2 separate regions of the Callithrix jacchus genome follow, and region 2 is linked to region 1. A link is a contact called in public Hi-C data. All regions are on one chromosome and are shown on one strand. Each heading gives the region's core, a stretch centred on a gene start, on an enhancer-like site or on the middle of the called end of the contact. The rest is flanking DNA. Distances are from core to core; before and after follow the strand shown. Region 1 overlaps RRAS2 (RAS related 2). Region 2 holds the start of RRAS2 (RAS related 2).

Region 1 (5,458 bases), core at 6-2,505:
TCAAAAAAGTTATTGTGGGAATTAAAGGAGAAAATATAGTTATGAAGTAATAAAATGGCATATTATAATCTGTCTGTCAGATGGCAAATGCCCCATCAGCAGTGATTATGATGGAGGATATCTCACTTTCTCTTTTTTTAAACTTTTGTTTACTTCCTTATTTTTGAGACAAAATCTTCCTCTGTCGCCCAGGCTGGAATGCAGTGGTGCGATCTCGGCTCACTGCAACCTCCACCTCCTGGGTTCAAGTGATTCTCCTGCCTCAGTCTCCTGAGTAGCTGGGATTACAGGTATGCACCATAATGCCCGGCTAATTTTTGTATTTTTAGTAGAGGCTGGGTTTCACCATGTTGGCCAGGCTGGTCTTGAACTCCTGACCTCAGGTGATCCACCCACCTTGGGCTCCCAATGTGTTGGGATTACAGGTGTGAGCCACCACACCTGGCCTACAGCTATCTCACTTTTGATGGGATCAGTGGAAGGAGGAATGGAGGATGAATGTGAGTGTGTTTTATGTTTCGAGAGGCAGATTTGCAAAGTATAAGAAGCCTTGGTCAGGAAGCCCAGAAATGTCAGTTTTGGTACTGGACCCACCAGTGATTTGATGTTTAAGCATTAAGTAGGTCACTTTACCTCTCTGACAAAGTCCCTGCCCTCATGGAGTTTCTTTCTAGTTGGGTCAGGGAGGAAATGGACAATAAATGTAAAAAATAAAAAGCAAGGTAGATGAGATATATATATATGTTGTTGAGAGAAAGGGAGGGTGAGGAGAGAAAAAACTGGAAAATATTTTGAGAAAAAAATCAGGCCTCTACATGATATAGTCTTCAGTAGAGTGAGGTGAAAGCTCAGTGTTAAAAAAGGATCCCTGTCTCTTTTCTTATATGCTACCACCAGATTAAAAAAATAATTTTAATACGAAAATTGTCAAATATATACAAAAGTTCAGAGACCCTACTGTCATACATTGCACAGATTCAGGAGTTTTCGAGGTTTTCCTACACTTGTCTCATTTGTTTCCTTCCTCTCCTCTCCTTTTCCCTTCCCCCTTCTACACCCTATGGTTTTGGAGAACTACAACTTTCTTGAGAATGATGCTGTGCTCAGAAATGCCCTGCATTTGTTTACAACTCCCCAGTGGTACCTTAGATTTAGCGTATCCTTTTTCCATGCAAGGGTGGTAGACTTAACCGTTGTGCTGGATTCACTGAGTTTCCCAGAATCTCCAGTAAATTACCAGTCCCAATGTGTAGACCAGGCACCACTCTGTGGCAGTGTTTGGGAACTACACTTTCACCAATAGGTTGGTGTTAGGAGAAAGTGAGTTGTCACTCTTTACCACTGAATGCAGTGTGGAAGGGTAACTCATCCCCTTTTCTCTCCTTCCTTCCTTCTTTTCCTTCTTAACGTAGCTTCTTTGACTGAGGAGATACTGAGTTGGCAGTTCTTAGGAGGCCAGCCCAACCTCCTGTTATACAATCTGGTGGCATGTAAGCAGGATTATCCTACTTATCCCAGCGTAATATTCTACTTTTGCATTATTAAGGGCTTATAACAAACTTACCCAGACCAGTTTTTTCTTTGTTTTTTGGTTGAGATAGGGTCTTGCTTTGTTGCTCAGGCTGCAGTGTAGTGGTGCCATTCTGGCTCACTGCAGCCTCAACCTTCTGGGCTCAAGGAATCCCCATACCTCAGTCTCCCACCTCAGCCTCCTGAGTAGCTGGGACTATAGGCGCGTATCACCAAGCCTGGCTAATTTATTTTTTGTAGAGATGAGGGTCTTGCTCTGTTGCCCAGGCTTGCCAGACCAGGTTTTTATCTCTGAATGGGATAGCTTCCCTAATCCTAAATGTTTCTCCATATCTCCTAAAAACTTTAAAGAAACTGAAGTTCATTTGCCCCTCCATACTACAGGGAAAGCATGCTGCCCTTTGATGGGGGTATTCCCTGTCTTCTGTCTAGGATCCTTCTGCACACATTCTTTCATGTCCATCAGGAAACACATGCTCTCTCCATCCTCCACCCTTCCTTTCCCCTCAGTGTACTCTTTTGAACCCTTGGGTCCACCCTCCTTCCCTACCCTTGCCTGAACCTCTACTGTCTAGCTCAATGCAATACTGTGCTTTTTTATTTTCCCTTGCTTTCTGCTACAGAAGGTCCTTTCTAGGCTGTGGTTGGTAACTTTTTATAACTTCAGGAGAGAGACGTTTTCTTTTCTAGAAAAGAAAAACAGTCTCTCTTTCCCCCATTAATAGCTCAACTACTGATTGTTGTATAAAAGGCCCTGGGCTCTGAAAGTATGGAGTACTTAGTAGGTACTCCATACACGGTCATTAAACAACTGAATGAGTGAAATCAAGAGAGCAGGACAATTGGCTGAAGAGTTTCAAGTAGTGGGAAATGAGGCTTTGAATGATGAACAACACAGATCCAACTGGAGGGCTTTGCATACTACATAAATACTGGAGAGCTTTGCATACTTGGTAAAGAAACTGTGGAATCTCGTAAGCAACAGGGAGCCATTTAATTTACATATCCTGTAGAGGTATAATTCATATATGTACAAAAAGTATATATATCTTAACTGTACAGCTTGTTGGTGTTTTACTTATGTAAATTACCTGTGTAGTTGCTGCTCAGTTCCAGAGAATATTTCTAGAACTCCAGATGGGGAGCTTTCATCTTGATTCACAGCATTTGCATAACCAAGTCCCAGAAGTCATGTGGTTGGTCTGAAGTGTAACTACGACTGGAATTATTACAGCTACTCCTGACTTAGCCGTTCTTTATACTTGAATAAAAAACACCAATTTGGACCATTTAACTGCATGACAAAATAATAGTTATGATTGTGGTTGATATTTATTAATCAATAGCATACTTGATTTTATCCGTTTCACAGGATTTTGCTCCTATCACTCTTTTACAGATGCTGAAGATTAGACAAGTAAAGTGATTTGCCTCAGGTCCCACAGCTAGAGAGTAGCGGAGTTGGAATTAAACCCAGGACTATTCATCACTGGGATTGATTACTTATTGGTGATTTGTTGCCTCACATATCTGGTGCTCAAGTTTACATAACAAAAATGTTGTCTCTTTGGTGGGAGGTGATGCTTGTATTTGTCACCTGCATACAGTGAATGGTCTTCTGAGGGATATTCTGACCTGTGGCTTATTAGAATTTTGAGAGGGAAAGAGATTTTTGCTTCTATGATAGGCCCCAGAGTGATATTTCGTAGGAAGAAGAATCTTTCAATGTGGATGGCTCTTTACAACATACATGTAGCCAGTAGATGATGGTCTCTGTAAACAAAGTATGAAGATAAGTCACAGCAAAGATTAGGCATGAACCTAAATATCTAAAATCCCAACAATTAATTTGACTTAAATATTAATGAGTGGACTAAATGCATGTAGCAATATGGCAAAATTCTTGTAATATTACAAGAGTTAAGACATCCAAAGAAATATCCGTAACTAGCGGAGGTAAAACAGTTAAAGTTGCAACAATCTTATACCAACAGTCAAACCAGCAATCTTTTGTACATGTTAATATCTTAATTTAATCTCACAATGCAAAGAACCAGCACATTTAAAGAATTCTTACTATTGTGCATGGCTTGGACATTTGTAAAAAATGTATTTAACATTTATTTATTATATTTTTAGCTAAAACCGGTAGGGACAGTGTAGTACTTTGAGGCATCAACTGGGAGTAGTCAGTGAAATTGGGGTTTTACAGGATTAAAGCATGGCATGTGGAGAAACATGTTTCAAGAAACGAATCTTAAGTGTAAAGAGAATGCTTTCTCCAATTTGCTTGTGAAAGACTGCTGATTCCAGTTGTTTAGAGTAATGGGTACAGAGAATATTGTTGTCAGTACAATTTATTTACTTTTTGAAGCGGTATGGGTTCCAAAAAGTAAGTTCAGGATTGTTTTGATGCCTGCTTATTTTTTTTTTTCAGGCAAGTAAAGTGAATTGATACCTGTTTATTTTTAAATGGTGATAGAGCAGTGGAGGAGGAGATGGCTTTCTACTAAAAGTTACTGCTGTTGGTAAAGGTTTCTTTTACACTTTGTTCAATAAATCATGCATTTAAGCAAAACATTTAAAAAAGAAATAGGGTTATAGATATGGAATTCTGTGATTATTCTTTAAAATTTTAATTTTAATTAAAAACTTTTTTTTTTTTTTTTAAGAGACAGGGTGTTATTCTGTCCCCCAGTCTGGAGTGCAGTGTGGCATGATCATAGCTCACTGTAACCTCGAACTTCTGGGCTGAAGCAATTCTTCTGTCTCAGCCTCAAGCAACTAGGACTACAGGTGTACCCCCCCCGCCCCCCGCCCCAACTTCTGGCTAAGTTTTAAATTTTTTGTAGAAATGCGGTTTCGCCTTGTTGCCCAGGCTGGTCTGGAACTCCTGGGCTCAGGTGATTTTCATGAAGTGTTAGGATTACAGGGATGGGCCACCACGTCTGGCCTTAAAGTTATTCTTGAGATTTAAATAAAATGTGGAAGTGTCCTTAAAAAAAAAATACGTAAAGTCATGGTATCAGGCAGATTAGTATATCCCATCCCCAAACCAGTGGTTTCTTTTCTGTTCTGTTCAGAGTGCTTATTTCTGAGTAGCTCTCTGGTGTTTGCATAGGTCACCACGAATACTGTGTTCATAGAGCCAGGAACCCTTTTGCCTGAAGAAGGCTAAACACCTTTGGTGCTGGTTCCTAGCATTAAGCTGTCTCTTTCCAGATCATTCCTTCAGATTTTGTAATGAGCCAGTGGGAAAATGGGCTTTGAGGAAGTCATTCCAAAGTAGGTCAAAGGAGATACTCAGAATAAAAGGATGATGATGATGGTGTCCTAGTTAGTGCCCTTTTGTGAAAAGAAGGAAATGCACTCTCTCAGATTATTGTTGTTTTCTTTTTTAAACCTTTTTCTTTTTTGGAGACAGGGTCTCATCCTGTCACTGAGGCTAGAATGCAGTGGTATGATCATGGCTCACTGCAGCCTTGACCTTCCAGGCTCAGGTGATCCTTTCACCTCAGCCTCCTGTGTAGCTGATTATTTTAAACCCTTTTAAAGAAAACGGAAATGTAGGCTGAGATTCTTCCCTTTTTACTTGGATACTTTAACCATCCTTTTTTTTTTTTTTTTTAAATGGTAATGACTTCAATAGTTGGGAGGCTTTGATCAAAGAAGAGAGAAATAGAATTTAAGATAAAGAAACAACAAAAGATATCAGTGAAAGAATAAGTTTGAGGTTTCTACAAATGAAAATTTCTGAAATGATATTTTCTTACCATAGCATATAAGACAGTTGAAAGGGGAATAAGAAAGTGTGAGAAAAGAAAGGTGGAAGATGGAATGTTCCAGGCCTCTTTGTGTTGTCTCCATTTCTTTCCAGCTATTTGTCTTCTTAGGACTGATGATTATAATCAGGTTGTTAATTCAAATA
Region 2 (5,766 bases), core at 2,243-4,742, 66 kb before region 1:
CTTTCCAAGGTTCTAGATCATTCTTTTCATGAAGATTTATGTACTTACTATCTGTCAGCTACTTGAAAAGGAAACTTTTCAGATTAAGTTGAAAATTCACCTTTAATTGGCTTGAGTGACAACTAGTTCTTCCTCTCCCATATTCTTCTGTGTGTCTTCAGTGATTTGTGTTTGCAGGGAAGTTTCTTTTTGCTGTATGCTTTTGGGGGCATTTTCTAAGGAAAAGAGCTCATTTTAGAATAGAAAGTCTGGGTGGGGTGGAGCATATGGACTTTTTGTTTGCTGAATACTATGTTTTGAGTCAAATAAAAAAGTAAAGGAATAGAGTTAATATGAAGAACACACTGAAGTACAAAGCCACTTCCTTGAACTTCACAGTTCAAATAAAACCTTGCAATTGAATCTTTTTTTCTTTTAACTTCTCTGAGATATAATTCACACACAATAAGATTTATCCATATAAAGCATACAATTCAATGTTTTTAGCATATTTACAGGGTTCTGCAATCAACACCACTATCTAATTTCAAAACATTTTCAACTCCTCCAAAAGAAACCCCATACCTGCTATTGGTTGCTGTAGTTCTGGCAACCACAAATCTGCTTTCTGAATCTATAGATTTGCCTATTCCGAACCTTTTATATAAATGGAATTATACAATATGTGGTCTTTTGTGTCTGTCTTCTTTCATTTAGCATAATGTTTTCAAGCTTTATCCATGTTGTAACATGTATCAGGACCTCATTCCTTTTTATTGCCAAATAATATTCTATTGTATGGCTATATGACATTTTGTTTATCCACTCATCAGCTGAGGAGCAATTGTTTCCACTTTTTTGCCATTACATATAACAACGCTATGAACATTCACAAACAAGTTTTCATGTGCGTATATGTCTTCATTTCTCTCAGATATAGGTAAGTAGGAGAGTAATTGTCAGGTTGGATGATAACTACATTTAATCTTTTGAGGAACTGACATACAGTTTTCCAAAGCAGTGGCATCATTTAACACACCTACCCACAGTGTATGAGGGCTCCAGTTTCTTCACATCTTCATCAACACTTATATAATCTGTCCTTTTAATTTTAGTCATCCTTGAGTGTGTGAAGCGGTATTTCAATGTATTTTTTTTTTTTTTTTTTTTTGAGACAGGATCTCGCTCTGTCACCCAGGCTGGAGTGCGGTGGCCCCAGTATCGGCTTACTGAAACTTCTGCCTCCTGGGTCCCAGTGATCCTCCTGCTTCTGCCTTCCAAAGTGCAGGGATTACAGACAGGAGCTGCTACAATTTTATTCACTTATGATTTTGTGGGTCAAGTGTTCAAGAAGGGCCAGGAGTGATGGATCATGACTGTAATCCCAGCACTTTTTTTTTGAGCCCGCTCTGTTGTCCAGGTGCGAGTACAGTGGCACAAACTTGGCTCACTGTCACTTCTGTGTTCCAGGCTCAAATGATCCTCTCACCTCAGCCTCCAGAGTGGCTGGGACTTCAAGCACGTGCACCACCACTCATGGCTAATTTTTGTAATTTTTTGTAGAGATGGGATTAGTCATGTTGTCCAGGCTGGTCTGGAACTCCTGGGCTCAAGTGATCTGCCTACCTCTGCCTCCCAAAGGTTGGGATTACAGGCGTGAGCCACCTCAATTTTATTTTGCTCATGATTTTGTGGGTCAAGTATTCCAGAAGGGCTGGGAGTGCTGGTTCATGCCTGTAATCCCAGCACTTTTTTTTTTTTTTGAGCTGCTCTGTCGCCCAGGCACTAGGGCAGTGGCATAGACTTGGTTCACTGCAACTTCTGCGTCCCAGGCTCAAGTGATCCTCCCACCTCAGCCTCTGGAGTAGCTGGGACTACAAGTCTATGCCACCACTCCTGGCTAAAATTTGTATTTCTAGAAGAGATGGGTTTAGCCATGTTGGCCAGGTTGGTCTGGAACGCCTGGACTCAAGCGATCTACCCACCTGGGCTTTCCAAAGAGCTGGGATTATAGGTGTGAGCCATTGCTCCCAGCAATCCCAGTACTTTGGGAGTTTGAGACCAGCCTGGTAACATACGGAAAACTTGTTTCTAAAAAAAAAAAAAAAAAAAAAATTACCTGAGCATGATGGCATGTGCCTGTAGTCCCAGCTGCTAGTGAGGCTGAGATGGAAGGATCACTTGAGTTCGGAAGTTAGAGGCTTCAATGAGCCATGATTGTACCACTGCACTTCAGCCTGGGTAACAGGGATCTTGTCTTTCAAAAAAGACAACAATAAAGTGTGTGTTTGTGTGTGTGTGTGTGTGTGTGTATAATTCAGGAAGGGCTGGCCTGGGTAGATAGTTCTTGCTTGGGGTCTCTCATGCAGTTGCAGTCAGACACTAACAGGGGATGCCATCATTGGAAGGCTCCATTGGGCTGTTGAAGATGTCTCACTCAGATGGCTGACAGGTGATACCGGTGATCTCGTGGGAGCTCAGTGGGACTTTTTTTTATTAATGGACATGTTGCTCCTGCCATCAGTGAGAATTTTGACTGGCATGCCTACATGTGGCCTCTGTAGCATGGCAGTCTTATGGTTGTCAAACTTTGTTTCTCCTGGAGAATTAACCAAGAGAACAGCTACATGGCCTCTTCTGATCTAGCCTGGGAACTTAGGCAGCATCTCTTCTGCTGCATTCTACTGGTTCCATGTGAGTTACCAGGTAAATCCAAGAACTTGTAGTCATGTTCCAAAATTGCTGTAACTGCTTCCTATAAATGCTTCCTGTGTACCAGCACTGTTTTACGTGCTTATTTAATTCTTATTAAAAACCCCATGAGGCCAGGGCAGTGACTCACGCCTATAATCCCAGCACTTTGGGAGGCCGAGCCAGAAGGATTGCTTGAGGCCAGGAGTTCAAACCCTCACACTCACAATCCTCATATCCAATTACTGAACATTTGTCACCCATAAACATAGCAACTATGACACTGTACTGACACATACAAAATCTGTTACATTCCGTCTTTCCCATGCAAGCTCAATCACTGTGACGTATTCTCCATGCTCACCCACTGTCCCATTCTTCACACTGTCCACAAGCACACGCCCATCACACACTCAATTACTGTGACACAGCTCTAATCCTCAATCACTGTCACATACTGTTTTTCACACAAGTATAGTCACCATCTGTACTCTTAAAGCACGGTATTTACTCTCCTATAAAACTGAGTTAATATGCCAACAGCTCTATTTTTCACACAAGCCATCACATATTGTATTTTTCCATCCACACAATCCCTGACATACACAATTAGGGTCACACACTCTTACTGCCTTCGTCCCACTCCCAGCTGACACCCACTCCCACACTCACTGACGTTCACTGGCTAGGGATTGGAGTAGCCTGTCCGTGAGGTTCTGAAGCCTGGGTCAACTCCCAAATCTCAGCCCCAAGCAGCGTGGCCCCGCCCCTCCCCGCCCCCTCATGCATATGCAGCACCTCAGCTCGGCAGCCCGGCCCCCAGACGGCCATTTGTGGAGGCGCTGGAGGCTGCGTTCGGCAAGCGCGGCGGAGACGCGTAGAGGAGCGCGCCCCCCAGCCGCTGCCGCCACTGGCCCGTGCCGTCACCCCACTTCTCCGCACCTCGGGCGGTACTCGGCCAGCCCCTGGCGCCGCGCCGCCTCGCGGACCTGTCCTCCCGACACCTCCCGCTGCCCGCGACCCCCGCCCGGCCGCTCGCCTGCTGCCCGCCGGCCGCACACGTCCCCGGAGCCGGGCCTAGGGCGGGCGGCAGCGGCGGCTTGGCGCGGTCAGGCTGGGCTCTGTGGCGTCCCCATGGCCGCGGCCGGCTGGCGGGACGGCTCCGGCCAAGAGAAGTACCGACTTGTGGTGGTCGGCGGTGGCGGCGTGGGCAAGTCGGCGCTCACCATCCAGTTCATCCAGGTACCTGGAGCGGGCCTGCCGGGGGCGCCCGGGCGGCGGCGGGCGGAGGCCGGAGCTACCTGTGGCGGGGCGGCCGCCGCGACCTCGCCCCGGAGGCGCCTCGCGGGCCGGGGCCGGGGCCGGGGGCGGGAGGGCGTGAGGCCGACTACACTCCTGCCCTGCGGCCGCTGCGTAGCACTCCTGCCTCTTCCCGGGCGCGGCGTCCCGGGAGTAGGGCTTCTCAGGAATGTGGTCCGGAGGGCGGAGCTGGCAGGGTGGGAAGCGCCGATCCACCTTATCGCTCTGGCCGAGGCCGGAGACCTCCGGGAGAGACTGGGCCACCAAGGCGAGCTTCCTGGTCCGAAGGGTCCGGGCATGGGGCTTGGAGCTGGAGCCCCGCGAGCTGCTTTTCCAGCCGCCTGCGGCCGCGCCTGCACCGTCGAGGCGATCGCTGTGGCAGCTTGGCCGCGGCTCCTCGTGGTCTCCAGGCTTCCCCGCGCCGCCTGAGCCGGAGCTGCTAGCTTCAAGCGCGGTGTATTTCTTTGTGTGTGTTGTGCTTTTAAGTACTCTCTTAGGTAATATGTCCGGGTGGGAGTGTGTGATAATGCCCCGGGGAAATGGTGGCTTCGAGGAAGTTAAAAATGTTCTCTGGTGGGGTGAGACCATTTCCTAGGAATTCCTGGTGCCTTCCTGCTTCTCGCCTTGCCTAGGTGAAGTTTGGGATGGGCCAGGCTGGGAGGTGACCGAGTCGTGCGTTCTGTTTTCTAACCACCTTCTCCCCCACCCCCAGCCCTCTCTGGTTGCTAGAGGCGGAAAGTCTAGGGTTTGTGGTAAAGGAAAGGGAGGTGGAATTCTTCCTTCTTAGAATTTGCTCTTGGGGAGAGATTTGAGTAATCTTTTTTGGGATTTTTAAAACACAAAGCCCCGATGTCTTCCTGCTTTTGTTAACCTAAAAGGTGTGGCATATGCTGGGAGAGAACTAACGTACCCTGTTATAACAGGTAACAAGGATATTTTCACAGTATCTAGAGTATGAACGGTGAAAAATTTTTTTTCTGGTTTCCATTTCACCCATTTGTTATTAATTGGGATACTTGATCAGTTTATTTCACTTAGTGTTTATAGTGACCTTAAAATATTGTTAAAATATTGAATACTGAAACAAACGTGATTGTCACCTTTCACATTGAGTAAATGAACAATAATTGTTGCTATAATATTCCCTGGGATTACTGCTGCTGAAACCTTTGTATCCAGGAAGAAAGGATGTTTATGTAATGAGCATTTACAGTATGCTCATTAGTGGGTTTAAAAGAGATCACTGAGCAAGAAGTGAGATTGGTTTAAGTTTAGCAGGCTGCAGAATCGGGTGCTGTCAGGTTGCTGTTTCCCTAGGGCGCAGAGAAATTGTACATAACTAATGAGAAAGCAAAACAATTTATACCTAACCCATTCTTTGGGGACTAGTCTGATGGCTGGGGGTTAGGGGGTAGTGGAGGAGAAATCTAGGAGTAGGAGAATAATCTTGGGTTCCAATATTGATAGTGTTAACTAAAAGATTTGAACTACTGATATTTAATTTTTTTGAGGAAGTCTGAACACTATGATTGTTCAGCAGTAGTAACTGGAGGGAGAGAACACAGCAAACTAACCGTTTTAATAAGCAGAAGTCAGTTCTCTTTGTAGGAGATTAGAATGGCACAAATTGGTCTTAATGATTTTTTTAAGACTCCTGAAATACTAGGCTGTTTCTACAATTTTCAGTATATATTTGTCTACTATGTAATCTTGAGCAGAAAATAAATACAAAATTGGGAATGGAGAATTTAAAAACAATGCCTTTAATTGGATTTTTTTGAATTATTTGTGTCCATG

Evidence for each region. Hi-C and Micro-C count contacts between places; a contact is called where the count stands out from the background.
Region 2: a contact with region 1 is called in a Hi-C map of induced pluripotent stem cells, with 1.8 times the contacts expected there. The contact joins the promoter of RRAS2 here to the enhancer-like site in region 1. A contact is called at or near these places in 2 of 3 Hi-C or Micro-C datasets (induced pluripotent stem cells and skeletal muscle).

What each region holds. Positions count from the first base shown.
Region 1 is chr10:80,155,313-80,160,770 of calJac240_pri, reverse strand. All of the region lies in intron 1 of RRAS2 (RAS related 2), which reads left to right. Among named protein-coding and RNA genes, the nearest start is that of RRAS2, 67 kb to the left of the region's middle. Within about 2 kb of position 1,255, at least 6 of the 16 cell types and tissues checked have an H3K27ac peak or open chromatin away from gene starts, as enhancers often do.
Region 2 is chr10:80,223,162-80,228,927 of calJac240_pri, reverse strand. It overlaps RRAS2 (RAS related 2), which reads left to right and starts at 3,492. Exons shown (of 8, transcript XR_008475184.2): 1 at 3,492-3,912.